2 separate regions of the Dromaius novaehollandiae genome follow, and region 2 is linked to region 1. Evidence: chromatin contacts called from public Hi-C data. All regions are on one chromosome and are shown on one strand. Each heading gives the region's core, a stretch centred on a gene start, on an enhancer-like site or on the middle of the called end of the contact. The rest is flanking DNA. Distances are from core to core; before and after follow the strand shown.

Region 1 (4,211 bases), core at 933-3,432:
TTCCCCAAGTACAGTAATTTTTTTTTTTTTTTAATTCTCCATATTTGTTCATCTCAGGGCAGGTCAGATGAAAAAGGCTCTTGGTCTGCTTTTAATCTTTAGACAGACAGAGATCATAAGCTGGTGAAAACAAGATACTTTTTCTGACTGCAATAACACTGCCCTGACTGTAGCTCAGATCAGAATCAAGCCCTAAATACTTTTCTAAAGTTGCTCAAAAACAGCACAGTAGTCCCCAGAGAGAGAATTTTTCTTACACCCTTCCTATTTAGAGACATTTTTGTGTCCTACACTCAGCTCACTTTCTTTAAAAGACCAAAAATCATGAATTAATCTCATCCCTTCCTTAGCACAATACAGTACGTAAACACATGCATTAAGCTCTTTATGCATATTACAACAATTTTTGCAGTACAAGCCCAACAGCCATAGACATTTATGCCTACTCAAGATCATCCACATAAGACTTTAAAATCCCAAACCTTTTCTGCTTAGCTAGCATATGCCTTCTGGCTGCAGGAACCATAGCTCTACACTATTGTACCCTCTAGCAGCATCACTACACAGAGCCTAAACAGGTAGAGATACAAACCAGCAAGCACCTCCTCCACCTCTTTTTCAGCACTACCCAAAAAGAAGCTCCTCCCCTTACATTTTGCCCACCCAGGGTTGGTGCAGGTGCAAACCCCCAGCTTGGGCAGCCTTGCAGCTGCCTCAGTAAAAGGCGCTCAAACATTTCCCAGGGTCTCGTTCCTGCCTGCGATAGGAAATCTCATAACCTCACATAGATCTTTACCTACACAACAACAAGCCTTGTTACTATTCTTCCTTCATACTCAGAGAGGAAGCGAAACTCGCATGCACACTCCCAACTTCTTGAATTTAGGTGTGGATGCTGAAAATATCCATCTGCAAAACACCTGGTTCTGCCCCTGACTAACCCTTGAGATGCTTTGACTTCCAAGGGATCTCTATTTCTGTCAGCTCTGGTCAGCATTTGACAGTAGGACCAGGGAGGTACCTGGCATTTGCCCATGTCTCCTTAGTGTTCACACCAGAGGTGATGGAGCTGGTGTACTTGATGCGCATAACTGGGTGTGGGGAGAGAGAATACTCCCAAAGTTTTAATCATCGATGCAGCAAGGTGCCTGACTCACTTGTATTCCAGGTGTTTCCACTTCTGTCAAAAGTCTGTCATGCTGTTTGTCATTTTCCCATGAAACCTAATCTGCTGCTTTTCCTGTTTTTTCCTCAGATTGTCAACTTTTGCTAAGAATTTTTTAAAAGACAAATTTAACTCTTTAAGCAACAAAGAACAGCTTGAAAGACTGGCTCCAGTGCACTCCCCTGTCCGAAATCTGCCCAGGTGCTGTGGTGCTTAATGCCAACACCTGAAGCTGCTCAGCTAATCGGCAGTTAGCACTCAGAGACCAGCTGTGTTGCTGCAGCCTGAGAGGATTTGGGAGTGAAGAGGGGGAAGCCTTGTCCTTTGCACCTCTGATTTAGTTGCTGCCTGTCCTGGGGGCTGATAGGGTCTTTAGCATGTGGGCTCCTCTGTCTTGGAAGTGTTTTCTTTTTTTAAGCTAGCTTTTTTGCACTGGTGGGTTTTGGTGCCTGTGCTGCTGCTTGTAGAGGGAGGCAGCAGATGTGAGTGAGGTTGAAGCAAAGTTTCCTGGCTAGCTCTTGGGGAAGAGGGAGGGTTTAGACTTTGGCTGAAGTGAGCCCTCTAAGGATAGTTAGAGGGAGAAGCCTGCCTTGTCAACGCTGGCAATGCTTGGTAAAAATGCTTTAGTGTTTCCTCAGGATGAGGAAAATAGGAGGGGGTAAATGTGGCATGGCTTGTTTTTGCTGGGATGTAGACTAGCTTCAGTACATACTGCTAAGCTACTCCAGGTTTATATTGGTCTCTAAGCCTAAAGATCAGGTAATGGTCTGTGTGGGAAACAAAGCTGTGTCTGCGTAATGCTGTGTAGCTCCCGTAAGCTAGCTGCTTCTCTGTTTGTGCCCGAAGCTGCTGTAGTACATGCTTAGTATGCTCAGAGCACAAACGATGTAATTAATGTCTTTGAAGACACTTCAGTCAGCCCGAGTTTTCACCACAAGGTGGCATTCGCTGAGCTTTTTTTTCCCTCAAGGAAAAATAAAACCTACCATCCTTAATAATAACAATAATAACTAAGGAGAAAAAAAGAAATCCAAGCCCTCCCCCATATTTTCTTAAGTCTGGGACAAAGTAAGATTTGTTAGGAGGCTGCTCATTCTGTTGCAAAACAATGGTGCTGCTTTCAGAGAGCTGCAAGTGAGACAGGGTCAAGTCCCTTTAAAAAAAAAAAAAAAGGTGGAATACAGTATTGTGCATCTTGAAATCTGAAACCAAGAAACAGAAGTGCAAGGGAAACAGGGGGAAAGTCTTGCAATTTCTGAGGACAACTGTTGCAAGTGGAGTTTTAAGGAGTAAAATATATATGTATATATTTAAAGGTCATTGAATGGCTTTTGTGGGGAAGTCTGTGAAATAAAGGAGCCTTGGAAGAAGAGTTTTTTCCTTCTTTCTGGATATAATGGCCATTGCAAAGGAAAGAATCTGGAGATTTGGCTTCAAATGTTTCTTTTTAGCAACACTTTTGCTAGCCTGTGATGGACAAGGTGGAAAGAGAGAGAACGGTGGTCCTGCCTGTTATGGAGGATTTGATTTGTATTTCATTCTAGACAAGTAAGTCAGTTCTACTTTGTTCTTTTTCAGAGAAATCTTTCCAAGGCATGAACTGGAATGGCATGCACTGACACTGAGGAGATTTTCTTTGGATTCTGGTTTTGTAGAAGTTGCTGCGTCCCCAAGGGACCTGCAAAAGTCCTTACTGTTCTGGTTTTATTTTTGTTGTGGTAGCTTCTTTAGTGAGTCTAGTATATAATCCCATTGTGTTCTGTAAATCAAGCTATTTACTTTGCTGTGGCTGGTATGGATGTTCTAATGTGTACTTCATCCTGTAGTTTAAGACAGTTGTTGGGAGAAGAGCAGCGCACACCTTTGATATCCCTATGAACTGTGAAGGGTGAGGAACTCAGAAAAGCAAGGTTTGGAGAGTTACTATTGCAGGCACTAATTTTGTAGCTGGAAACTCGGAGGAAATACGAGCCTGCCTGGAGAACTACTACTGTATCGTTTTTCTGTTAGCTCTAAATGTTCTAGTGCAAGCAGCTTACAGATAAAGACAGGTCTCCTAAGGTGGCTAGTCAGTTTGAAGGAGCCTGGTTTTTTTGTCATTGTGATGGAAGATAGCAGGAGTGCTTTATTTAAAGTGTGTTTTATTTTCCCTACTCTGAGTCATGTTTTCTTTGTTTCCAGTTAATTAAATGCGTATTTTGACTGCTTAACTGTTTACACTGGAGATAACTTCCTACTCATTTTGTTCATCACTATTCTGATAGTGTCATCATCTTGGCACTGGTAACTATGTCTCTTTAAAGGCCTTCAGATTGTCCTCTGAACAATATGAGACAGAGATGTGCTGAGTTTTGGAGAGCTTCATATTGAAGCAATAAAATAACTTAGTTAAAAGTGTAATAAGTACTCGTTAAAATGCCTGTCCCAGTTTCCTTAATTTAAAATAGCTATTTTTAGCAAAAAAATGGGGGGGAATACTGGAGAACGTGCATGCCAGAGCATATTCTCTCATTGTGATATTGATGTTATTAGCCATAAATTTAATGGAGAGGAATGTATTTTAAAGTTGCCAAAACTGCTTGCAGATAAAGCTTTATAACTCCTCCTCATGAACGTTTTGCAGCAGCTCCCACGTTCCATTAGTATAAAAGACTTTGAATTACATAACGCACTATTACAAAATACTGGGTTAAAAAGTAAGATAAGTACACTGGACACTTCAGTAAGCTTGTTGCCCAAATACTCTAGGGGAGAGGGATTTTCATTTTTGTTTTACTTCATTCAGTGGAAAGATCATTATATCTAATGCATTTTGTTGCTTCGGATATTCTATTGTTAGTTGGAATACTTGCTCTTATGGCTAGATAGGGGGAAAATGAACTGTCATTTGTAGTGCAGGGAGCTTTCACAAGCTGAAAGTTGAAGCAGAAATGAAGGGTTTTTCAAATCCGATAGCTGTGTTCTGTTATGTGTTGGAGCTAGCATAATTTTAACAGCCTTCTCCCCCCCGCCCCCCATACTGTCCCACTGAAAGGCGTAACTACTT
Region 2 (4,211 bases), core at 853-3,352, 270 kb after region 1:
AGGGCCAAAGCGTCTTAGAAGTATCAGCCAAGGCAAAACCATATCGCAAATTCCAGTTCAGGGAGAAGAAAAAAAACAAACAAACCCCGCTATGTTTACGAGCTGAAGGACTGTTTCTGGTGCTCCTCTCAGCCTGGTGTTGAGCAGAACCTACGCATCAGAAAACCACCTCTGAGAAAAACGCTCACGATTCTATATTCTTTCACACTGAGATGATTTTCACAAACATGTACACACACACACAGGGGCCCTTTTAGGTCTCACATTTTAGGGTTCTTTCTGTAAAAGAAAATACCCATCCTCCCACTCAGCTCTCATACGCTAGCTACCCTCTCCTTTGCAATTACAAGATCAAAAGCAAACACTTTTCACCAAAATTACAAAAGATGCTGTGCAGGATTTGGCCTGGGAGTAGGTCTAAAGAGACGAACATCTCTCTGAAGGTTGAGGCTAAGGTTACCATCCAGACACACTCACAAGATACCCTAGGGCCCAAACAAATGAAATGTAAAATGATAGTTAAAGCAGCAGTGTTGGTTACAGTTTAAAAAAAAAAAATACCACCAGCTTTCTGCACTGCAAGGACTGTACACCTAGGGAGCTCTATAACCCCTACTGTTCATTTTTTCTTCCTACAGTGTGGTGGGTTTTTTTTTTTTTTGGAAGAAAAAACAATTAGGTTTACCATTTTCCTTGCAGAAACCTCACACAAACAGCAACCCCCCATCTCAGGTAAGAGCTGGCTCTACTCAGCCTATGCAAGTGCATGATAAACCCACAAGGAATCTACTCCAGCGTTTCCTTCCCCTCTCCCCGAGCTAGGGAAGGAGGGACCCGGCTGGAGAAAGTTAGGAGACTGCTGCTTTCTTTGTTTACAGGTAGGTTATTCTCCACTGGAACATACAATAATTTTGTCTTCATTAAAAAATATATGCACGCAAGCTGCGAGGCGGGAAAAGCACGAACTTCAGAAACGCCTGCGATTCCCACAGAGGTGAAAACACGAGGGATAAGGCAAAGCCGCGCTGGGCAACCCGGGAGCGGGGAAGCCGCAGGGGTGCGGGTCCCTCAAGGGCAACGAAACGCGAGGGGGAGAGAGGGGAGGCCCGGGGGCGGCGGCCGCGGCAGGCCCGGGCGCCTCACCTTCGGCCAGCACCTCGTCCACCGTCACCTGGCAGCGGCCGATGCTGAACACCCGCCCGATGTAGCCGCTGCCGGGGCCGCCGCTGCCGCCGCCGCCGCCGCTGGCGCCCGAGCCCGGGCCCGAGCCGCCCTGCTCCCGCCGCGAGTCGAAAAACTTCTTCATGGCTCAGGGCCGCCGCCGCCGCGGGGGCGATGCCGCCGCCGCCGCCGCCGCCGGGGTCCCGCTGCCGCCGCCGGGCTCCTGCGAGGGGAGGGACGGCGGCGCCGGGCGGGAGGGAGCGAGCCGCGGTCTCCGCGGGGATTCACACCTGCAACAGCGGGGGAGGCGGTTAGCGCCGCGCCGGTGCCCCGGCCCCAGCCCCGGCCCCGCCGCCCCCTCACGCCGCCGCCGCAGCCCCCTCGCGGCGCCCCGGCCGGGCCGCCCGGTACCTGCGCGCGGGCGGCGGGTGCCTCCATGCAGCCCGAGCCGGCCCGCCCCAGCGCCGGGCGCCGCGGGTCACGGCGGGGGCCGCCTGCCGGCAGGGCCCGGGGCCCGCATCGCTGCGCGGACGCGGCGCGGCGGAGCTCCCGGCGGCCACCGAGCCCGTCAGGCACCGAGGCCGCCGCCGCCGCCCCCCGCCGGCCCCATCCGACCAGGAAATGGGCCGTCACAGGAAGTCCCGGCCGCAGCGCCGCCCCCGCCTCGCCGCCGGCCTCCGCTCGCCGCTCCTCGGCCCCGCCGCCGCCCCGCTCCCGCCTCGCTCCCGCCGCCCCCGGCCGCCTCAGCGCCGCGCAGGGGCCAGGAGCCCTGCTGAGGGGAGTGGGGGGGCGTAATGGCGGCGGCCGCCCGCGCCGCGCGGCATCCTGGGAGCGGTAGTTCCGACGGGCGCCGCGCCGCCCCCACCCCCCCGAGCGGCGGACTACAACTCCCGTCAGGCAGCGCGGCGCGGGCAGCGCCGTTATGCGGGGCCGTGAGGGGATGGGGGGGGGGGATGGGGTCCCCTCCGCCGAGGAGAGCGCGTCCTGTCAGGGAGGGCCGCGGCCCGCGCTGTGGCGAGCGGCCCTCAAGTGCCTTCATACGCCTTTATTTTCTCCAGGGTACGCTTAGGCCTTGGCGTTTTCCTGTTGTAATAATAAAAACTCTCCACCGTGGCATCGTGTCAGGTAGCCTAAGGCTTGTCTTCACGCAGGCCCTGCTTGCAGCTGATTGACAATCTCAATTTTTATTTTTTTTAATTACACGCTAAAGAAAATAACTCCCTACCCCCAAAATGTACCTGCTCGGGGGGCAGAGAGGTGCTCAGGCACTCAGCCATACCCCAAAATCTCAAAACTCTAGTGTTTTAAATCTACCGGGGTTTTTTTGTGAAGCCTGGCTCAGTGCTGTTTCTAAATGCATTTGCCAAAGTTAGAAGTTTATTTAGTTTCCTGTTTCAAAGCAATTTGGGGGTTTTATAGACCCATGAAGTATGATTTGTGGGTGCTCAGTACCTTTCGGGACATGACGCGTGCAATAATGCTCTCCACGTGCCCAGAGCACTCGCTGGCTTTAGCGTATGTACTCTAGGACTGAACCTCGGATTTACTGTTAAATTCTGTCTTTTCCCTCCTCCCCGCTCCAGGACCCATCTAGTTTGCAAGCTTGCAGTGAGACGTTCATAAGCAGCGGTGCAGCTAATCCAAGGAATCCCAAAACCACGTGTCAGACTTCAAAGCATGGTGAGTTTAGCTTTAATCTTGTGAATTTTTCTTTAAATGCACTTTGGGTTCTTTTTGGCCTTTTTCTTAGTTCTCAGGACTCAGGAGAGCTTTAGATTTTCCAGGCGTTTCTGCAGCAGCCATCTCTGCTTTCCGCACGTGTTAACTGGGAGGGCCAGAGCCAGGGTTTTGAGTGGCAAAGGGGAATGTTAAACCAGCAAGAATTGGTTTTCCTAGCCTGCAACCTGGAACACAAAAACCTGCAGAGTCTGTGGCCGCGAGAGGAGTGCCCCTGCAAAAGCCGTGCTCTCATTCCTCAGCTCTGGCTGGGGCAGAAGGTGCGGCAAAAGAGGAAACCAGAATGCATTTGCATTTTCCTAATGACTATTATTTCCTGTATGATGGTAATAACTGCAGCCATCGTGCTGACAAGCCCCAGTCCCAAGTGTATGGGCCAGGCAGGCCCTGGCTTTTGTGGGCTGGCAAAAATGTTTACCCTGAATTTTGTTTTAAGAAAGAGAACTGTGATGAAAACAACTGAGTAGCTAAAACACCCTGGAGAATATGTTGGGAAACAACATGCAAGCGAAAGAGATTACGAGCTTTGCACCGTTCTTTTTCCTGCATCGCTACCTTGCGTGAATGGGCTAGCTTTTGGGCAGAGGCTTTCAACAGTGCCAAGAAGACAGGATCAGCGTGTTGTAAATGGATCTAATTGCTTTTGCCAATATTTGGAGACTTTTAAGATACATATAATTGTGAAAGTGGCTCCCAGTATAAGCAAATAAAATTGTTGGTGATAATATTTAGCATATGTTTTATACACAGATCTAAAACTGCTTTACTAATGTAAGCATCGCTGTACAGTTGCTTTTGTGCTGAGCCACTGAGCCTCTCCAGTACAGTTAACTCTACACCTCTTCCATCATCCTTATTCTCAGTGGTTCTTGTAAATAAGGCCCTACAAGCTGGCTCTGTAGACTTCAAAGGCCTTGTTGACCGCCATCATTCACACATAGTTTGTAGAGTGCTGCTCTGCAATCAAAGTCGCTCCGTTCTACATGATTTTCATGTGTCATTTACAAGATGCTTTTGGTCCACATGGTTGGAGCCGCGGTCATCTCAGGAAGTCAGTTAACACAAGTGCAAAAGCAGTCCTCTTTTTATTTGACAGGCATTTAATCTTCATTAAACCTTGTTCAGTTTTGGGTTGTGGCTATACGATGGGTCGCCAGTGGGGAATACGGGAGGTTCACTTGCCCTTCAGATGAAATATGAACTGGGGAAAGTGTGGGTTCTATCCAATTTGTTTTCTTTCTTTTTTTTTTTCTAAATTGGTCTAACCTACGAAACATCCCCAGTCATTTACTAAGAGTGAGGTGAAATAACCA

The links. A called contact is a pair of places that touch in the nucleus more often than the background predicts.
Region 2: a contact with region 1 is called in a Hi-C map of brain, with 8 times the contacts expected there. The contact joins the promoter of ANXA4 here to the promoter of ANTXR1 in region 1. A contact is called at or near these places in 2 of 4 Hi-C or Micro-C datasets (brain and ovary).

The regions. Positions count from the first base shown.
Region 1 is chr26:4,013,175-4,017,385 of bDroNov1.hap1, forward strand. It overlaps ANTXR1 (ANTXR cell adhesion molecule 1), which reads left to right and starts at 2,183. Exons shown (of 17, transcript XM_064497888.1): 1 at 2,183-2,713. The coding sequence starts at 2,562.
Region 2 is chr26:4,286,441-4,290,651 of bDroNov1.hap1, forward strand. It overlaps ANXA4 (annexin A4), which reads left to right and starts at 2,103. Exons shown (of 19, transcript XM_026111494.2): 1 at 2,103-2,220; 2 at 2,745-2,841. AAK1 (AP2 associated kinase 1) reads right to left here and starts at 1,816. Exons shown (of 18, transcript XM_064497658.1): 1 at 1,573-1,816; 2 at 1,144-1,451. The coding sequence starts at 1,306.